2 separate regions of the Mus musculus genome follow, and region 2 is linked to region 1. A link is a contact called in public ChIA-PET data. All regions are on one chromosome and are shown on one strand. The core of a region is the stretch at or near the end of the contact, and the rest is flanking DNA. Distances in the headings are between cores, read along the strand shown.

Region 1 (4,937 bases), core at 998-3,497:
GTTTGTTCCATCCTCCATCCCCTTCTTGTTTGTTCCATCCTCCCTTTCTTTCTTTCTTTCTTTCTTTCTTTCTTTTTTTTTTTTTTTTTTTTTTTTGGTTTTTCAAGACAGGTTTTCTCTGTGTAGCTCTGGCTGTCCTGTAGACCAGGTTGGCCTCGAACACAGAAATCCGCCTGCCTCTGCCTCCCGAGTGCTGGGATTAAAGGCGTGTGCCACCACGCCCGGCTTCCATTTCATTTTTAAATGTTTTATTTTTTTTTGTACATGGGTGTTTCTCTGGCATATGTATGTTTACCACGTATATGTGGTGCCCTTGGATTCCAAAAGAGGGCATTGGATGCCCTGGAACTGGGGTTACAAATGTTGGCTACAGATTGTGAGCCACCATGTAGGTGCTGGGAATAAAACCCAAGTTCTCTGTGAGAGCAGCCAGTACTCTAACCACTGAGCAATCTCTCTATTCTGTTCACTTAAAGTGTGTCTTTCTCTCCATGCCCCCCCCCCCCACTTTCCTGGAGGCCTTGGGTTCAAACCCAGCACCTGACAGATGAGTTTCATTGCAGGAGCCAAGGAGACATACCAGGATGAGGTTAACTTGTCAGTCTTAGAAGCAAAAACTCACTGGAGGGGGGGGGGGAGGGGCGGGGATAAGCTTTAAAGACTCCATCCTTGTGGTCAAAGGTTAAAAGGTTAAAAGGTGCTCAGGGGCTGAGAGATGGCTCAGCAGTTAAGATCATTGACTGCTCTTCCAGAGGTACTGAGTTCAATTCCCAGCAACCACATGGTGGCTCACAACCATCTGTAATGAGATCTGATGACCTCTTCTGGGGTGTCTGAAGACAGCAACAGTGTACTCATAAAATAAATAAACAAATCTTTAAAAAAAAAAAATAGGGGCTGGAGAGGTGGCTCAGCGGGTAAGAGCACTGACTGCTCTTCCGAAGGTCCTGAGTTCAATTCCCAGCAACCACATGGTGGCACACAACCGCCCATGATGAGATCTGATGCCCTCTTCTGGTGCGTCTGAAGACAGCTACAGTGTACTTACATATAATAATAAATAAATAAGTCTTTAAAAAAAAAATAGGTGCTCAGAAGCAAAAACTGAGTGGCATGGCACATGGTGTGGCCTTGCAGAAGTGGAATCGTTTGTATGTGTCTGTCTGTCTGTCAATGTCCCTCATGGCGGGCTGTAAAATAAAAGAATTATGCTTAGCATCATCTAGCTCCAATTGAAAATGATGATTTATTTATCAGGCTCTGCGCAATTACTGGGGGATTACCCCTAATCTAATCCTCTAACCCTAGACTGGGTGCTTCCCCAGCTGTGGACCCCAAGCTGTTTGAATCTTTCTGAGTTATTTTCCTCCAGCAGGCTGCTGTTCTGGGGAGGCATTTCACTCCGTCCATCATGGCTAGTGGAGAGCTACTGTTCTCTCTGTCTTTTCTTCCTCCTCAGCTCCCTCCCCCTCCCCCTCATGGTCCCTACCTTCAAACCCCTCCACCTGGAAACTCGAAACTCCACCTCTCTCTATTCTCCCCAGTAATTGGTTGTAGACATTTTTATTTAACCAACGGTTTTAAATTGGGGAGTAGGGTTTGCACAACGAAGGCTGGGAATTTGCCCCTCTTGGGACAACCATATCTTGGGATACAGAATTTAGCATTTGAATATATAACAGCATCAGACCCACCCCCAACAGTGGGCACAACCTAATCTGAAAAGAAGTCTAGCTGCTTGGGTCATGGCTGTTTCTTTATTTCGGGGACCTACTTAGCCACTGTCTGACTTTCACTCCCTAGGACTGGGCTCAGGAACAAACAGTTTAAGCGTATGAAACTGATTGCCGAATTTAGCTTAAAGACTTTTAATTTTAGCTTTTCACTTCTGTCTTTTTTTGGGGGTGGGGGTGGGGGAGGTTGTTCTTTATAACTTTCCACGGGTTATTTTTAGCACCTAAACACTTCCTGTCCATTGTAAGAATGACACCGTCCTGGGGAGCCCAGGAAGCAAAACCAAGCGGTGGCCCTCACTGTTCTGGGTGGTTTGCTATACACGTTTCCGTGGCCGCTTCTGTCAATGTGGCTTTGGGTTTTGTTTTGTTTTTTTAACTGTGGAGATGTTTGTTAAGACATACAAAAGTAAAGTGGGTAGCATACCGAACCTTTACACCATGGAGCCAGGGAGATAGGTGGTTCAACACGCACACACAGAGGCCCAGTGTCCAAGGCTTAACACTCATGTTAGCTCCCACATGGTGGAAGAGAGAGCCAGTTCCCAAAATTCTTCTGAGCTCCACCTACCCGATGAAGTGCGTACACGCTCTCTCAAACACACAACCAAATAAATACAATGTAATATAATTTTTATAACCTTATATTTGTATGTCTCATTTCTAACTCTTCCCTGTTTCTCCCCCCCCCCCTTTGGGGCTAATTCTCAATAGGACATTTCACTCAGATATGTCAGTACACATGTCTACAAGTCAACTGATAGTTATTTTAAAATTTTTATTACATTTAGTTATCAGTGCTGTATGTGTGTGCAAGCATGCACACATGGAGATCAGAGGACAGTTTGCAGGAGCCTGTGTGCTCCTTCTACTGAGTTGGTAGGACTTCAGCCCGCATCCTGCCCTGTGACAGCTTGACAGGATGGCAAAGGTTATATGGATTATTTTTAGAATCTGATGTATTGGTACCTCATTCATCATAAATGCATGTTTCAGGCCAGTGAGATGTCTCAGAGACTAAAGGTTCCTGCCACCAGCCCTAATAGCCTGAGATCATCTTGGAACCCAGATAGCTGAAGGAGAGAAACCAGCTCACAAGTTTTCCATTGACCTACACATGCACAGTGTGGCTCATGTGAACCTGCACACATGTGCACAAGCTTATACATGCAAAGTACATAGAATTTAAAAATGTTGTCCAAACTCAGGATGGTGTTCTGTTGCCTAGGATACACAAAGTACCCAGGTTCACCCGCTAATACCATGTAAGTCAGGCGTGGTTACACACACCTGTAACCCATCTGTTGGTGGGTTGGCCTGATGCTGCTTATATTCTGATGCTAATTTGAGCCCCCAAAACTGGTTATCCAGAGACAGAGAGTCCCCATGTAGATGCTAGCTGCACCCTTCCCCCAGTTAATTGTGATTGGTGAATAAATATGACAACAGACAATAGCTGGGCAGAAGAGACATGGGTCCTCACGGGCTTGGGTCCTTCCTGTTGACTTCTCGGCCCACATTATTAACCACACAGTGCTCTTTGTTTGTGGAAGAACTTAACACAGATGGTCTTAGACGTTTAATTATTCTCCTCCATCTGTGTTAGAACTGCCTTCACTGGAACAAAAATTTGTGTAAGATAAATACTAAAATAAGTACTTGCTCATAAAAACCGTATCTCCATCATGGGCTTCCAGGGTTGCCCGTAGCAAGTTCTGTCAAAATAAAGTTATGAAATTGATTGTAATTCTTTGGGAGATAGTATACATTGTACATAGAAATACAAAAAATAAGGGTAGATTTCTGAGACAAGGTCTTACGTGACCCAGGCTGGCATGAATCTCAGTGTAGACCACTCATGGCTTGAATCTCCTTATCTTTCTCCTTGGTATTGGGAGCACAGACATGTGCCACCATGCCTGGCTTGGAGAATCTTTGAGGCTAAGATAATAAATATTTATTGTATACATTGACCATATTTATGGTATTGAGGAGGAAACCGGATAAAAAGTTAAGAGCATTTACTCCAGTTCAGATAAACTCCTTGCCTGGCTTTACTTAGAAGGGACAGAGACGCCCCGAGGCTGTCCTCAGGCCTTTTCTCACCTCTAGGGAGATGTCTGACTTGATGACCTGTGTCGCAGACCTGCACTCCAACAAGCAGAACCCAGAAGAGGAGAACGCTACTTAAATCCTTTGGCAATGTATAGTTTACAGTGCGTGAGCCTAGCCTTGGGGTGTCTAAGCCAAGGTCATGCCATATCCACCATTATCTAGCTCATCTCCATCCTGCCAAGCAGAAACTCAATACCCTTCACCAGCAACCCTTTATTCCATCTCCCCTTCTCTCAGGCCCTGGCAACCACTAACACTGCATTTCTCACATCAGTGGAATTATAACAACACCTGGCTTCTGCTTAGGATCGGGTTTTAAAGGCTTGTTCATATTGTAGAAGATATCACTACTTCCTTCCTTTTTATGGCTGAGTACTGTTCCACTGTATGGATATACCACATTCTCTTTATCTATTCTCCAAGTAATGGACTTTTGGGTTATTTGTGCTTCTTGTTTAGTATCAAGAGTAGTGTAATGAACATCTGTGTAATGGTTTTTATGCGTACTTTTATACAGACAGCTTTAAATGTTTTCAGTTCTTCTCGGTATAGGTCTAGCAGTGACATTTCTGTATAACAGAGTAACCAGAGCGAGACAGCTTACATCCTTAATTACCAGAAATACCTGTGAGCTCTTTTCTAATGCTTTCTGTCTCATACAAAACAGTACTGTCTAAGACTCATGTGTCTATGGTCTAAAAAAAAAAAAAAAAAAACAGGCCTAAGGTCAGGTAAATTCTTACTCTGTGCAAAGCCCCATGCTGAAAAATGATGACTGTGGTTTAAGACTTGCTTCTAGGTAGCTGAATCCTAGAGAAGCAATAAAGTACTAAAGAACCACAGAAACTCCAGACAGGGTGTCCCATAAAACACAGACCACAGGGAAACAATCAGGAAAAGAGTAACAAACTTTATACATAGTTGCATCTCCAAACTAAGAGCTAGCATTACAACTAACAAAGTCCCGGGTTAGATTAGAATAGATTCTAGTTATGGTGTGTGTGCGTGTGCATGTGCATGTGTGTGTGTGTGTGAGAGAGAGAGAGAGACAGAGACAGAGACAGAGAGGGAGAGACAGAGACAGACAGA
Region 2 (4,937 bases), core at 1,577-4,076, 200 kb after region 1:
TCAGCTCTCAGAAAGCAGTGATAGGTGCTTCTCTATGCGTTCCAGGCCACCTGAGGCTACATAGTGAGACCTTGTCTCAAAACAAATGAACAACAACAACAACAACATCCCATACAATTAATAACAAAATCAAGGGGTTTGGAGATGGCTCAGTACATAAGGGTGCTTGCTGCTAAACCTGACAACCGGAGTTCAATCCCCAGAGCCCACACAGGTGGAAGAAGGAGAGAACTGACTCTTACAAGTTGTCCTTTGACCTCCATATGAAAACTGTGGCATGAGCATGCTCACAGTCAATTGATGAGCCACTTAATCAATCAATGCATGCAATTTTTAAAAACCAAACCAACAATGACAGTGACTAAACAAACGAAAGAAGCCAGACTGGTCAGTGCATGGGGCTCAAGAGCTGTGTGTGGAGTAGTGAGTGGGCTTTTGGTTTGCTCTGCTTTTTGTGATATGGTTTCACCCTGTAGTCCGAGATGACATCATACGCTGAGTGGTCCCCCTGCCTCAGCCTTCCTGGTGCTGTGAGTATAGGAATCTCCTGCCACTGCACTGGATTGTAGTAGTGATTTTAAAGGTTGCAAAGAGCCAGGCAGGAAGTAAGGGAATTTGAGGATCTCTAGTGAGAAATGTGTCACATACTCTGTGTGCCAGGTGCTGTCACAGGATGGTGGCAGTGCGCAAGGCAGAGTTGTAGCTGTTTTTGTTTGTTTGTTTGGTTTTGTTGTTTTGTTGCTTTTGGGGGGGGGGAGTGGCTTACAGTTAGAGGGGATACAGTCTATGATGGCACAGAAGTCACAGTGGAGGCAGCAGGAATATGGGGTGTGTCTGCTTGTTCCCACCTCAACAGATCAGAAAGCAAATGGGGGAAGAGGAAGGAAGAAGGAGGGGGAGGGGAGGGAGAGGACTTTTTCCTTTTTTAATTCTGTTTGGGACCCCAGCCCGTAGACCTGTGCCCTCCATATTCAGGGCATTCCTTGCCCACATAAATTAACCAACCCTCTCTATAAACACCCCTGTGAACACACCCAAAGGCATGTCTCTCTAATCCCTAGGCATTCTTAATCCTGTTTGGTAGTGGATTTAGTCATCACTGTTGGGTTCCTAGCCTGAGGGCACAACTCTAGATTATTCACAGTAGGGATCACTGTGAAAACCCAAGTCAGTCTGGGCTTTCTTCACTGATTAAATATCTGAGGAGAAAGGAAAAAAGTTCTGGGCTCCCAGTCTCTCTGCTCCTGCAACTTGAAATCCCATCAATCTAGAGGAGGAAGTTCTAAGAGGGCAAGCTTCGTTTCACTTTAGGCAGGACAGGAAGCCAGGATGTGTAACTCCAGACAATTAACAAAACGGAATAAATAAATCCTTCAAAAGAGAGCTGAGACAAAAAGATGGCGGAGCGAGAGCTAACGCATGGCGTGGTGGTGCCTGCCTGTGCCCTCAGAGGTGGATAGGAAACAAACGGGAAGTCAGGTCAGTTTCGGCAAACTAGGAAGTTCAAGTCTAGCCTTGGCTACGCAGCAAGACCTTATCCCATTCAAAACAGATCAAAACACCCAATGAAGGTTTGATAACGTCTTAGCCACTTTCTCCCTCCTGTGATAAAACACCTGGAGAGAAGCAGCTTCAAGGAGGAAGGGTTGGTGTGGGTTTGCCGTTCCATCCTGGGGGAAGATGTGTCAGGGGCAGGGGAGAAGCTGGCCCCGTCACTTCCATAATAAGCAGAGGTGAAAGAATCCGCTAGAGCTTAGCTTGCTTCTCCATTCATGTAGTCCAGGATCCCCGGCCCAGGGAATGGTCCTGTGCACAACGAAGATGAGTCTTATGCATCAGTTAATGTAATTAAGACTCTCCAACAGGCTCGTTCATAGGCTCATCTCAGCAGGTGACTCCAGAGCCTATCAAGTGGACACCCAACGCTCCATCACAGTGACAAAGAGTAGGGCATTAAAACGGGGCTGGGGAAGATAGGCGTGCAGAGTGAAGGAAGAGTGGCCGAGCAGGGAGGAGATGAAAACCTTAGGGGTGAAAGACAGGTAGAGATGAAGGCCACGGAAAAGTCTGGAAAGGATGAAATCAGACTGAATGACGAAGTTTACCTAGAGAGGAAGTAAGTTCTAAGCCCCCAGAAGTGTAGGGAAATCGGCCCTCGACATCTGTCATTGCGCCGGAACCAACGTTGCCTGATGGCTGTTTTCTCCACGGGAAAGAGGAAGAGAGCAGGAGCAGCCTGGGGGGAGGGGGAGAGGGGGGCCTCCAGCGGGGCATTTCAGAGGCGGGAAGAGAACATCATCATCGGTGTAATGCTCTTCCCGACTCTGCATCAAGCTGCTGAGTGACCCACCGCGGGCAAACTCCCTTGTCAGCCTCCTGTGAGATGCACAACTCCTCTGGATCTTAGACATCTCCTTTCTCCAGTGCTTTTTTTAAAAAATACATTTAACACCTCATGAAAAACTGGAGTGCTGGGCTTAAAGACACGCACTACCACCGCCTGGCACTTTTGGGTAATATTCATTTGCCATGCCTCAATTCATGAAGAAACATCGCTTGGCGAGAAAATCCCAGCCGTTGGCAGCTGTAAGGTAAGCACCCCTGGGTCCCTCAAACTGCTTTAAGGACTGAACTTCAGAGAGAAGACACTGGAATTTACAGAGCCCACAAAGCCAGTTCGTCCCCTCCCCCATACTTCGTTTCCTAGAATCCAGTGGAATGGGCAGTGGAATGGTCAGAACATCTTTGCGATACTCTGGGCCAGATCGCCCCATCCCTCCGGCTCGCAAAGCTGAGCAGAGTGCAATGGCTTCTAGCCAGGCCTTTGCCCTGGGAACCTCAGACAGGAGGCCAGGGGGATGGGCAGCGAAGGCTTCCTGTGTGGTGCGGTTCTGCTGTGCCTCAAAGAACTGATGAGAATAGCACTTCACAGTCCTTTCATCTCGGGAGCGCAGACATTTTTAACCGACTGATAATTCCATTGTGCAGACAGGAGCACGAATCCGGAAGCAACAGAAGTGGGGCCTCAGCCACTCCGTGTGCTTAGCAGGAGCGAGGCTTCGCATTGCTGAGCTCTTCCAAAGTGTCCTCCCTGCACGAGGCCGCTGTTGACTAGGCTTTTATGCTAACAAGCCAGAAAGGCAGCCTGTACTGCCAGCGTCGTTTTATAAGGCAGCCCCACTGGAAGACGATATTTAAGGGTTATACCACAGCATTGATCTTCATAGAGTTGCTCCATCAACTGGGATCTCTAGCATCAAGCAAAAAGTAACCTTTAATGTTTTTTAATTACAGCTAGGAGATTTTAAATTTTAAATTTAGTTCGTTAATTGTCATTGTGCGCATGTGATATGTGTAGGCATGGTGGAGGTCAGGGGACCACAATGTGAGTCTGTTCTCTGCGTCCACTTTGTGTGGGTTCTGAGTACTGAACTCAGGTTGCCTGGCTTGCTTGGCGAGCTTAGTGTCTTTGCCGAGGGAGCCATGTCACAGCCTCACAAGACCATTTTTCCAGGAAGAAGCCTTCACTTGGAGTTAATTTATATAATCTTGTGAGAATGAATTAAGAGAATTCATTGTGTCCTCCTATACACAAGATTAAAAGCACCAAGTTTATATACAATAGCAGGCAAAGACACTGGCTGCCAATGACCTAAGTTCAATCCCTGGAACCCACGAGGTAGAAAGAGAGATCGTCTGAGAGTTAGCCCCTGGGCTCCACCATGGCATACACGCACACGCACACACACGCACACACATGTGTACCTTCTCACAACTATAAATATAGTAACACTCTAATATGATGGATGTGGACAAATTGCAAATCTACAAGAATAAATGTAATTTTTAAAAATTAAAAAAGCTGTGAGCATCCACTTCTGTATTTGCCAGGCACTGGCATAGCCTCACAAGAGACAGCTATATCAGGGTCCTGTCAGCAAAACCTCACAGTCATCTATTGGATGGAACACAGGGCCCCTAATGGAGGAGTTATAGAAAGTACCCAAGGAGCTGAAGGGGTCTGCAACCCTATTGGAGGAACAACAATATGAACTAACCAGTACTCCCAGAGCTCGTGTCTCTAGTTGTATATGTAGCAGAAGATGGCCTATTCGGCCATCAATGAGAGGAGAGGCCCTTGGTCTTGCAAAGATTATATGCACTAGTACAGGGGAATGCCAGGGCCAGGAAGCAGGAGTGGGTGGGTTGGGGAGCAGGGCAGGGGGGAGGGTATAGGGGACTCTTGGGATAGCATTTGAAATGTAAATGAAGAAAATATCTAATAAAAAATTGTTTTAAAAAATAAAAACGTCTCCCACTAAGTACACAAATATGAATACAAAATACTTAAGAATACTTAGGATATTTTCTTGGGCAAATTATGCATATTTCTCACCTATGTGGAATTGAGGTTTGTGCACTTGGGTACGTCTTAAGTAGAAAGGGGACTGAGATGGAGGGGGAAATCTTGAGTGGGAGACAAAGAAGCAGGATGAGACATGTGACATAAAAGCAAAAATGGGGGGCTGGTAAGATGGCTCAGTGGGTAAGAGCACCCGACTGCTCTTCCAAAGGTCTGGAGTTCAAATCCCAGCAACCACATGGTGGCTCACAACCATCCGTAACGAGATCTGATGCCCTCTTCTGGTGTGTCTGAAGGCAGCTACAGTGTACTTACATATAATAAATAAATAAATCTTTAAAAAAAAAAAAAGCAAAAATGGGAGGGGATTGGCACCATCATGGCACAGAGGAGGGGGTGCAGTGAAGCAGAGGTAAGGGCAGGATGGTGTGTGTGTGTCTGTGTGTGTGAGCTCGTGTGTACATATGCACGTGTGAGTGTGTGTCTGTGCATGTGCATGTATATGTGCATGTAAGTATGGATGTGTATACAAGTGTGTGTCTGTCTGTTCATGTGCATGTGTCTGTGTGTGCAC

What was found. ChIA-PET counts read pairs in DNA pulled down with a chosen protein or histone mark.
Region 2: an RNA polymerase II ChIA-PET map of effector CD8 T cells shows a contact between it and region 1, with 8 read pairs. The contact joins two enhancer-like sites. A contact is called at or near these places in 1 of 484 Hi-C or Micro-C datasets (centroblasts), 2 of 115 datasets of contacts at active chromatin or transcription factors (effector CD8 T cells and embryonic stem cells) and 2 of 9 other capture datasets (adipose tissue and liver).

The regions. Positions count from the first base shown.
Region 1 is chr6:145,099,159-145,104,095 of GRCm38.p6, forward strand. No RefSeq gene overlaps it. Among named protein-coding and RNA genes, the nearest start is that of Lrmp, 20 kb to the right of the region's middle. Within about 2 kb of position 2,248, at least 64 of the 459 cell types and tissues checked have an H3K27ac peak or open chromatin away from gene starts, as enhancers often do. A contact at or near this core is called in effector CD8 T cells, where this site is marked.
Region 2 is chr6:145,300,880-145,305,816 of GRCm38.p6, forward strand. No RefSeq gene overlaps it. Among named protein-coding and RNA genes, the nearest start is that of Gm38926, 45 kb to the right of the region's middle. Within about 2 kb of position 2,827, at least 173 of the 459 cell types and tissues checked have an H3K27ac peak or open chromatin away from gene starts, as enhancers often do. A contact at or near this core is called in effector CD8 T cells, where this site is marked.